3 separate regions of the Anas platyrhynchos genome follow, and regions 1 and 2 are each linked to region 3. A link is a contact called in public Hi-C data. All regions are on one chromosome and are shown on one strand. The core of a region is the stretch at or near the end of the contact, and the rest is flanking DNA. Distances in the headings are between cores, read along the strand shown. Region 1 overlaps CDK6 (cyclin dependent kinase 6). Region 2 holds the start of CDK6 (cyclin dependent kinase 6). Region 3 overlaps CDK6 (cyclin dependent kinase 6).

Region 1 (2,700 bases), core at 101-2,600, 93 kb after region 3:
GAAACATCCATAAAGACATTATCATTAGAAAGGTATCGAAACGCATTAGGAATAAGTCCTGAGAACTTCCCTCATGTCATCAATCCTCAGAGACTATCAGCAAAAGTACCTCCATAAACTGTGTGTTTTCAGGATAAGGTACATAAATAGTAAAGTAACAAGGTCCAATTTAATTCAACTGGATCTCTTTTTAAATTCCTGTCCTAAACATAATTCAAGAAATGACACAACAACAGAATAACATTTGATTTTCCAAAGTAAAACCAACACTTTCCTTCACAAGCATAGAACTGCCATGAAATGCACATTTGTGCATACATATTACAATCTACTAGTGTGAATTTAAAATGGGATTTTAGAAAATTGGAAGCATTTCAATCCAGTGCTCACCTCTTCTGATCGCTTCACGTGAAACATAGCTTGGAAGATATTTCAAAGAAATTTCAGAGGCTTGGTCATTTATTTCCCATCTATTTTAATATATTTAGTAAGACAGGATGTCAGTTACCTTTTATGTTATTGTTACCATGTTAGGTACTTTGATATACAGATTCCTTCCATCAAAGCCCTAGGAGGCTGTAGAACCCTAGAAGTGTTAACATAAAAGAGCCCTTCAAATGCAAGAGGTACATTCCAGTCTTCTGCTAGGACTGAATATAGGTTGTATCCATTTTTTCAAAAAAAATTTTTTTTTGTATCCACTCAGGGTGGCTTAAAAAATAAAGTTGCTGGAACTGGCTGATGTTATACATTTGTGACTTTGATACAAGTTAAAAGATCTTTATCAGTGTTATGTCTCATTTTTTACAGAAAGATCAAACAACTCCTAAGTTTGAAGCTGTTAACAAAAAATATTAAAACAACTAAATTTCAGATAGGTTTTTATGTTTTCTTTTCTTGTCTTTTCCTCCCCCAGGACTTTTGCCAGACTAAGAAGACACAACATACCTCCAGAAAGTACTTATACAAATGCAAGGCAATCCTTCTCTGAAAGCATAAATTAGCTCTCATCATGAAAAAGAAAAATCAAAAGAATTGTTAGGTAGGTAATCAAAATGTAGGAACGTCAATCCCTCTGCTTCTTTTTCCAGGCCTAAACATTTTGTCAAACATTTCAAGCTATGATCCTTGGTGTAGCACTTCACTGTGAAATTCCCAGGAGAGGAGCTGGAATACATGCGTTAGTACCAGTAATACAAGCACTTCCTATCTTGGGAAGAGGTTCTCCCTTACAGATGCAGAGTATGAGATGACATGATGGAAAACTTTGTGACCATGTTTCCAGTTCCTGAGAGACTTTCTGTTTTCTACAACTGGTCATGCTACCCCCTTCCTTGAGCACTTCCTCTGTCCTCTGCAGAGAATGAGCTCAAGCACCCTCCCAGCAAGTCGATGGTGAACATCTCCTGCTCTTAGATGTATAGATACCTTTCTAGTCAGAGGGACATGCAAGGGAAGGACTGTCTTGGGGAAACAGAAAGCAAAGAGAATGGAGTAGGAGCACAGAATTTATCTTATTAATTCTAGCAATATCCAGCACTCTATCAGCCACCTTCTAGGGAAAGTTAAAGCAGTATTGGACTAAACAGTAATGCAATGATCTGCCCATAGCTGTGAGCAAAGATCATTCTTAATGATTTGAGATGCTACATTTGGTAGGACTGCAGTAAAATGGGAGAGAGTCAGGGGATTTAAAAATCTAAAAGAGAAAAAAACAAGTACAACATTACTACAAAGAGAATACTTCAGTTAGTGAATACAGATTGCTGCATTGCAACTCATGTCCCAGGCTGGGTTTTACTCACTTTTGGTATGATAAAATCCTACACCACTAAAATGCAGTTTGCCTGAGTAAGGTCTTTATGATTTATTTCTGTGTCCTTCCTATCTTATATTTTCTGAAAGAGTATCCAGCATCTTTCTTCTGAAATACCTTTATAGTTTCAGTAGGCACTCCAGGCTCTGGAACTTTATCCAAGTAAGTAGTCAAGTCTTGGTCCACATGTTCAAACACCAATGTTAACTTGGTCTCTCTGTCTGTTCGTGACACGGTGCACACATCAAACAACCTGAGAGAAGACAAAGAAAAGAGGAGGTAAGTATAAGGAACCAGTATAGACATACCTTGCAGGTCACAAAGGTCTATTTAAATTTCTTATAGCATAGAGAATGAAAAAAAAATACTTTCCAAAGGTAGAGCAAAGAGCTCTTGATTCATCAGATAACTATTGATACATTGATAATATCATCTCTCTCTTTCATGTGTGTATTCTAAAATAGGATTAAGTAGTAAGAATCATCAGTTCATCAAAGTAAAATAATTACATGAAAAGAAAATATTTTGTTGACAGAGCAACTGAAGTTAACACAGAAAATGACTTGATATTTATCCACAGTCTATCCTGCATCAACCACATGGCTTTTCAAAAACCAGTATGAGTAACATTTCTGAGGAGAAGAAAAAAAGATACAGGGTGCTTACATGCACCTTGATTTTCTTTCCACATCACTATCATGTTCACCTTTACCTCTGTTCAGAAGTAAATCTTCTTTGGTGGAAACAGAATTTTTGTGTTGACTACTGTAAGTTTTCAGAAGCAAGGAATACCTTCAGAGTCAGGATACAGTTTGGAAAAAAAGCTTTATCTACAAAATGCCACAGCTAAGAAATCCTTCATCACTTTCCATCATCCTTTTACT
Region 2 (2,700 bases), core at 114-2,613, 120 kb after region 3:
ACAGCAGCTCCCTGTCAGCGCTCTCCTTTACTCCTTGCCTCTTTTTAATATATTGATATTGGGACTTTTGGGGCTGTAACCCTCCCCTACACCGTATTGTACCGTGCTAGGCTCAAAGCCCCCCAGACACCTCAGCCGGGCATCCCCTACCTTGAACCTACAGCTATTTTCACCACTTTTTTCACCTTCACGCTCATCTCCCACCTTTCAGAAGCCACCGAGCACTAACCCAGGACAGCCCCCCCCCCCCCCCCCCCCCGTGCCCTCCACTGCACCCTGCGGCGTGCCCTGCCCCGCAGCCTCCGCAGCACCCCCGCTCCCCGGGCGCTGCCCCCCGGCGGGGGGACACCTGCCCGCGACCCCCGGCCCCCGGCCCCGGCCCAGCCTCGCCCCGCCGCCGCCACGAGGCGCCCCCCGGCGGCGGGCACCGCGTCGCGCGTGTGCGTGGCCGCGGGGGCGGCGGGCCTGGCTCCGGGCGGCCACGGAGCCCGCTGCAAAATTACCGCTCGTGTGTCCCCACCACCACCCCGGGCACCACGGGGGGCGCCCCCCGCCTCAGCCCCTTCCCCTGCTCCGCACCCCCCGGCCGCGACACGCAGCTCGCCCTCCGCGGCCGCCCCCCACACGCGGCGGGGACACGCGGGGGAGCCGCGTCCCCACGCTTCTCCCCCCCCCAGGGCATAGCTCTGCGCTTCTCGGGGGGGCGACAAGGGGACCCCCCCCAACCCCGGCTCCCCGGGTGGGCAGCCCCCCGTCCCCGCCGGCCCCCCACACCGGCCCCCTGGGGGGGGACAGAGGGGGTTTGGCGACCCCCGGCCCCCGAAAGGAGGCGTCCGTGGGGGGGCGAGGGGGGGCGCGGCGTGGGGGCCGGGGCGCCGGGCCGGCTGTGCGGAGCACATGGGCGCCCCGCGTTACCTGCTGTGCGCTACGGCCGCCTCCACCGCCACCAGCTCCCCAAATAATCCTCAGCCCTTGTTGGGGGGGGGTTGGAGGAGGGGGGGCTGGGGAGGGAGGGGGTGAGTCCTCCCTAAAACAAACCTCCCATTGAGCGAGGCGGGGTGGAGAGCCGGCCCGGGGTCTGCCCCTTCACATGGCGATGTCTCCGGCAGGTCCCGGCAGCGGCCGCCCGGGCCACACAGGTAGCTGCTGCTGCTGCTGCTGCTCCTGCTGCTGCTGCTGCTGGTGTTGCTGCTGCTGCTGCTGCTGCTCCGCCGCCCGGCCGCCCTCGGCTCGCATCCTCCCGCCGCCGCCGGGCTGCACCTTGGCGCAGAAGGCAGCTCCCACTCGTCCCCCAGCCCTCTCCTCCCGCCCCCACGCTGCCCGGGGAAAACGAAAACGCCGACGAAAAGAAAAAAAAAAAAAAAAAAAAAAAAAAAAAAAAAAAAAAGGAAGAAAAAAAAATTAAAAAAATAAACGCGGCCGGCGGCCCCCGGGGAGCCGCCGCCGCTGCTGCGACGCGCCCGCAGCCGCCCCGCCGCGGGGCTCGGGCACCGGCCTCGGGCTGCCGTGCCCCGGCTGCGCTGCTCGCCCCGCTCGCTCTGCCGGCCTCTGCTCAGCCTGCGAGCATAGCGGCAGCTTGCTTTTTTTTTTTTTTTTTTTTTTTTTCTTTCCCCTCTCCTCAACTTTTTTTTTTTTTTTTTTTTTTTTTTTTTTCCCTTGCTTTCCCACGCTGGCTGAATGTGACTTGACCCCGTTTCAAAAAAAGTTTGACATAGTGCTTCAACATTTCCGCATTCCTCCCCGACTACAAAGGCTGCAGCCGCCTCCTTCTGCTTTCTGTCTCTGCTCTCTGTCTTCACACTCAATGAAATCCTTCATGTGCCTCTGCCAAAGGCGGCCGCATACCGCAAGGGTCGCCGCGAGCGCCGCGGCCGGGCCCGGCCCCGAGCGAGGCGCCCCGGGGGGTCCCGGCCCGGCCCCGCCGTGCTCGGCGCTGCGCGGCACCGCTCGGTGCCTCCCTCTCGCTCCTCGGTCTCCGAGGCGCTGGGAAAGCCACCCTTCCCGGTGGCTTTTTTTTTTTTTTTTTGTGTGCCTCCCACTCCTTCCCGAGAATAACCTTTTTATTTTTTTTTTCCCGGGGAAAAACCCGATTTTATATATATATATATATATATATATATATATTTATGTTTTTATTTTATTCACGGGGCTAGGAAAGGAAAGCAGCAGCCACGAATGCTTTCGGGAAGCACCACGACAAGTTCCCCCCCGCCCTCGCCGCCCGCCGAGGCGAGGTCCTTGGCCCCGGAGACGCCGGGGCAGGGGGCGGCGGGGGGGCCCCGAGCACGCCGCCGGCTCTGCTGCGGGGAGCTTTGTGCGGAGCTGCTTCCTACAAATAGTGCAATTCACCGCAGGAAATAAAAAAAAAAAAATCAAATCACAAAACAGATGCCAGTCTACTCCGTCTGCATGGGGGGGTCTCGGGCTGAAAGCACATGTGGGGAGCCTAATTCCCGGCTGGTACCTCCCTGCACATCCTTCTCGGGACCTCAGGGGTGGCCGTCCCCCAGCTGCGGAGCCAGCCCTTATGGGGGTTTAACTGGGAGAGAGCGAGCCACATCGCCTCTTGCAGTGGGAAACGTAATTTCACTAAGTGGGTTTGTAACTCAAAAGTATATGTTGAGGGCTTAGTATCGTACATTGTATGGTTTAGAGACAGAGAAAGTAAAAAATAATAGATTTAGTACTGTACAAACGAAA
Region 3 (2,700 bases), core at 186-2,685:
ATGGTAGATCAGTTTCTGTACTCAGCTCAGGCTTATACCACAAGAGTGGCTGAATCAGTGACACAAGAGCAGTCAGCAAGGAGGATCAAAGCATATGGTATAAAGACATGCAGAACATGTACATGCCTGACAGTTTCCTAGCCTCCAACTATTCCTACTTTTGACACCTCATGAGTCAAAGGTGGTGTCTTTGTACTGATGTTTCATAGATTTACATGAATTTGCCTACCTGCTTTTGAGTTTTTCTTTAATAAGCTCATTAAATGGAAATATAAATGTTTCTTGGCATGTGGCTATCAATCATGTGGTTTGGAGAACAACAAACGGAAACTCACGAGAAGCAAGTCTTTGCCCAGTTCATCAATATCTGGTACAAATTTTTCAATAGGTTGTGCAGGTCTGGAAGCGAAAGCATTTCTTGGAAGGGCAACATCATTAGGCCAGTCCTCTTCTTCTGGGAGTCCAATTACACTGTGAAAGGCAAAACATAATGTCAGCTCTGGACATTTACACAGTCTTCCCTTTGTATTGAATATACTGAGTAGCAGTTTACTTTATGAGTAAGTCTTTTGGTTTAAATGAGATTAGTTGTACAGTAAGGCACTGATCACTGTGAATAGAGGGTGATGAGTGTAGGCCTTCAATGTAGAAATCATTCTGTGGCCAGCACAGTTTTCTGGCCTAGGTCTCAATTTTATGAGTCTTTTTGTTGAAAAAAGACTGAGTGCTTTGGAAGAAATTTGCTCAGCTCTTGACTGGATGGTGCAACATATGTCACTCCAGGATGATTAAAAGCAGTAAGTTTCAAAGGGGAATTGCATGCAAGGACCTTTATTCACAAGAATAGGGATTGAGAGAAGAGTATGGGTCAAGATGAGGGTAAGGCAATAAAAGGGATGTTTCATAATGCTTCAAAGCTATGTGCAGGAATTGTTGCCTAAAGTTAAACAATTTATTTGCTTCACAATACAGGTTTCAAAGTCTCAGTTCAGAAGTGGCACAGGACTCTAGTTCTTTATATCTTTACTTTCCATTGTATTTTAGTTGTTTTTTACCCTTTAATAAAATATTTGAATTTATTTTTATAATTTCTGTCTTTATTACTTTAAACTATAGAAGGTATTTAAACTCATTAAATAAGTATGCTAAGATTGCAAAACCCAAATAAATGAAATAGTAGGTAAACCTCTAATGTTGGATCATGTCACATACATTTCATGTTTTAGTTTGATTTTAATGTTTGTAGTGGTGAAATGCCAATTTCTGATGGAAATTATAGAAAAGACCACACAGTACTTGTCAGATTTTATGGAAAATCAATCTTTACAGCCTGTAAAGTTGAGATTTTTAGTTGAAATGCTGACAGGGTAAGAGGAGAAGGAACCATAAATACTTGGGTCTGCACTAAGCCCAATGCCACTAGGGAGCAGCATTGACCTTTCTTCTTACTGAGGCTGGTAAGACTGGGTGAAGCCTAGGGTCAAAAACTTTGATGTAAGTCGTATGTTACCTCACTGAATTTGGTAGAATTACACCTCTGTCTACATAGGTTTTAGATTGTAATTTGGCTCAGCTAAAAAAAAACAAAAACAAACAACACTGCATGACTAGAAGGGCAAAGCAATTAAAATCTCAGGACAATTTCACTTTAGTACATCAGAAAACACCACAACTCTTGGGAAAAGATGAGTTAAAACTGTACGAAAAATTAAATTATTATTATTTTTTATAACCACAGGTATGTCAGGAGTATGGGGCAATGCTCTTTGCCACAGTGGTTAAAGCTATGTGATTAGCTGTTCAAGGATCTGAACCTGTATTAAATGTAACACAAATAGCACCATAAGAGGATGGGGGAGTTAAATATTTTAAATAACCGTGACATTTAGCCTGCCATTCAAAAGTGTTTGGTTAGTCCCATTTTTTTAATGTTTGCATGAGAGAGCGTGAAGAGGGCAGAATAAGCACAGGCAAAACTAACAAAAAGAAATGAGGAGGCAGCCTGTCAGGCAGGTAGGGTGGAGAAGACCAAGAGTGGAAAGGAAAGATATTTTTAGTTACACACTCACGTAGTATTCAAAACTCTTAATAATGAATGTCTGAGTAGATGCCCTCACTCTGGTCTGGTAGCACTACCATTTCAGTGACTAAGTTTGGGAGTATCTTGGATGAGTTTCACCTCCTGCCAAAGGTTCAGGCCTGGTCTTGAGAAATGCTGAGTACTTTCCACTCCCATTGATCACAATGAGAGACAAGTCTGCTCACACCATTGCGGCATTTACCCTGAAATCTGTGAGGACATCCCACACGCTGACGGTGTCCTGGAAAAGCAGGAAATTGTTTTGGGCCACCTCCTAGGGATTTACCCTCAAACGCAGTGGAATTTTACCTGACGCAGATCAGAACGCACATGTAAAACAAAGGTAGACCACAGCCCGATTATCTGAAAGAATACATCAGTCCAGCATGCATGAAAATCCTGAAACTACTTTCTGTCCAAATTAGTCTGGAGAATGACTCACTACTGTAGAAAGAAACAATCCTCCTACAAGAAGAACTATGCCTAACTGTAGGGGGTTCTCCAGCTGTGAAAACACAAAATAAACACTATTTAGCATACCCCCCCCTCACCCCCAAACCCAAGCAAGAGACTTTTGAACTATTTAAGGAGAACTGCACAAAAAGAAACAAAAGCAAACT

Evidence for each region. A called contact is a pair of places that touch in the nucleus more often than the background predicts.
Region 1: a Hi-C map of liver shows a contact between it and region 3, with 2.6 times the contacts expected there. The contact joins two enhancer-like sites. A contact is called at or near these places in 3 of 8 Hi-C or Micro-C datasets (liver, skeletal muscle and subcutaneous adipose tissue).
Region 2: a Hi-C map of skeletal muscle shows a contact between it and region 3, with 2.3 times the contacts expected there. The contact joins the promoter of CDK6 here to the enhancer-like site in region 3. A contact is called at or near these places in 5 of 8 Hi-C or Micro-C datasets (F1 follicle, F5 follicle, skeletal muscle and 1 more).

What each region holds. Positions count from the first base shown.
Region 1 is chr2:135,089,216-135,091,915 of IASCAAS_PekinDuck_T2T, reverse strand. It overlaps CDK6 (cyclin dependent kinase 6), which reads right to left. Exons shown (of 8, transcript XM_027450782.3): 3 at 1,934-2,069. Among named protein-coding and RNA genes, the nearest start is that of CDK6, 30 kb to the right of the region's middle. Within about 2 kb of position 1,350, at least 1 of the 8 cell types and tissues checked has an H3K27ac peak or open chromatin away from gene starts, as enhancers often do.
Region 2 is chr2:135,059,004-135,061,703 of IASCAAS_PekinDuck_T2T, reverse strand. CDK6 (cyclin dependent kinase 6) reads right to left here and starts at 1,363. Exons shown (of 8, transcript XM_027450782.3): 1 at 1,039-1,363.
Region 3 is chr2:135,182,641-135,185,340 of IASCAAS_PekinDuck_T2T, reverse strand. It overlaps CDK6 (cyclin dependent kinase 6), which reads right to left. Exons shown (of 8, transcript XM_027450782.3): 7 at 336-471. Among named protein-coding and RNA genes, the nearest start is that of FAM133B, 22 kb to the left of the region's middle. Within about 2 kb of position 1,435, at least 4 of the 8 cell types and tissues checked have an H3K27ac peak or open chromatin away from gene starts, as enhancers often do. A contact at or near this core is called in F1 follicle, where this site is marked.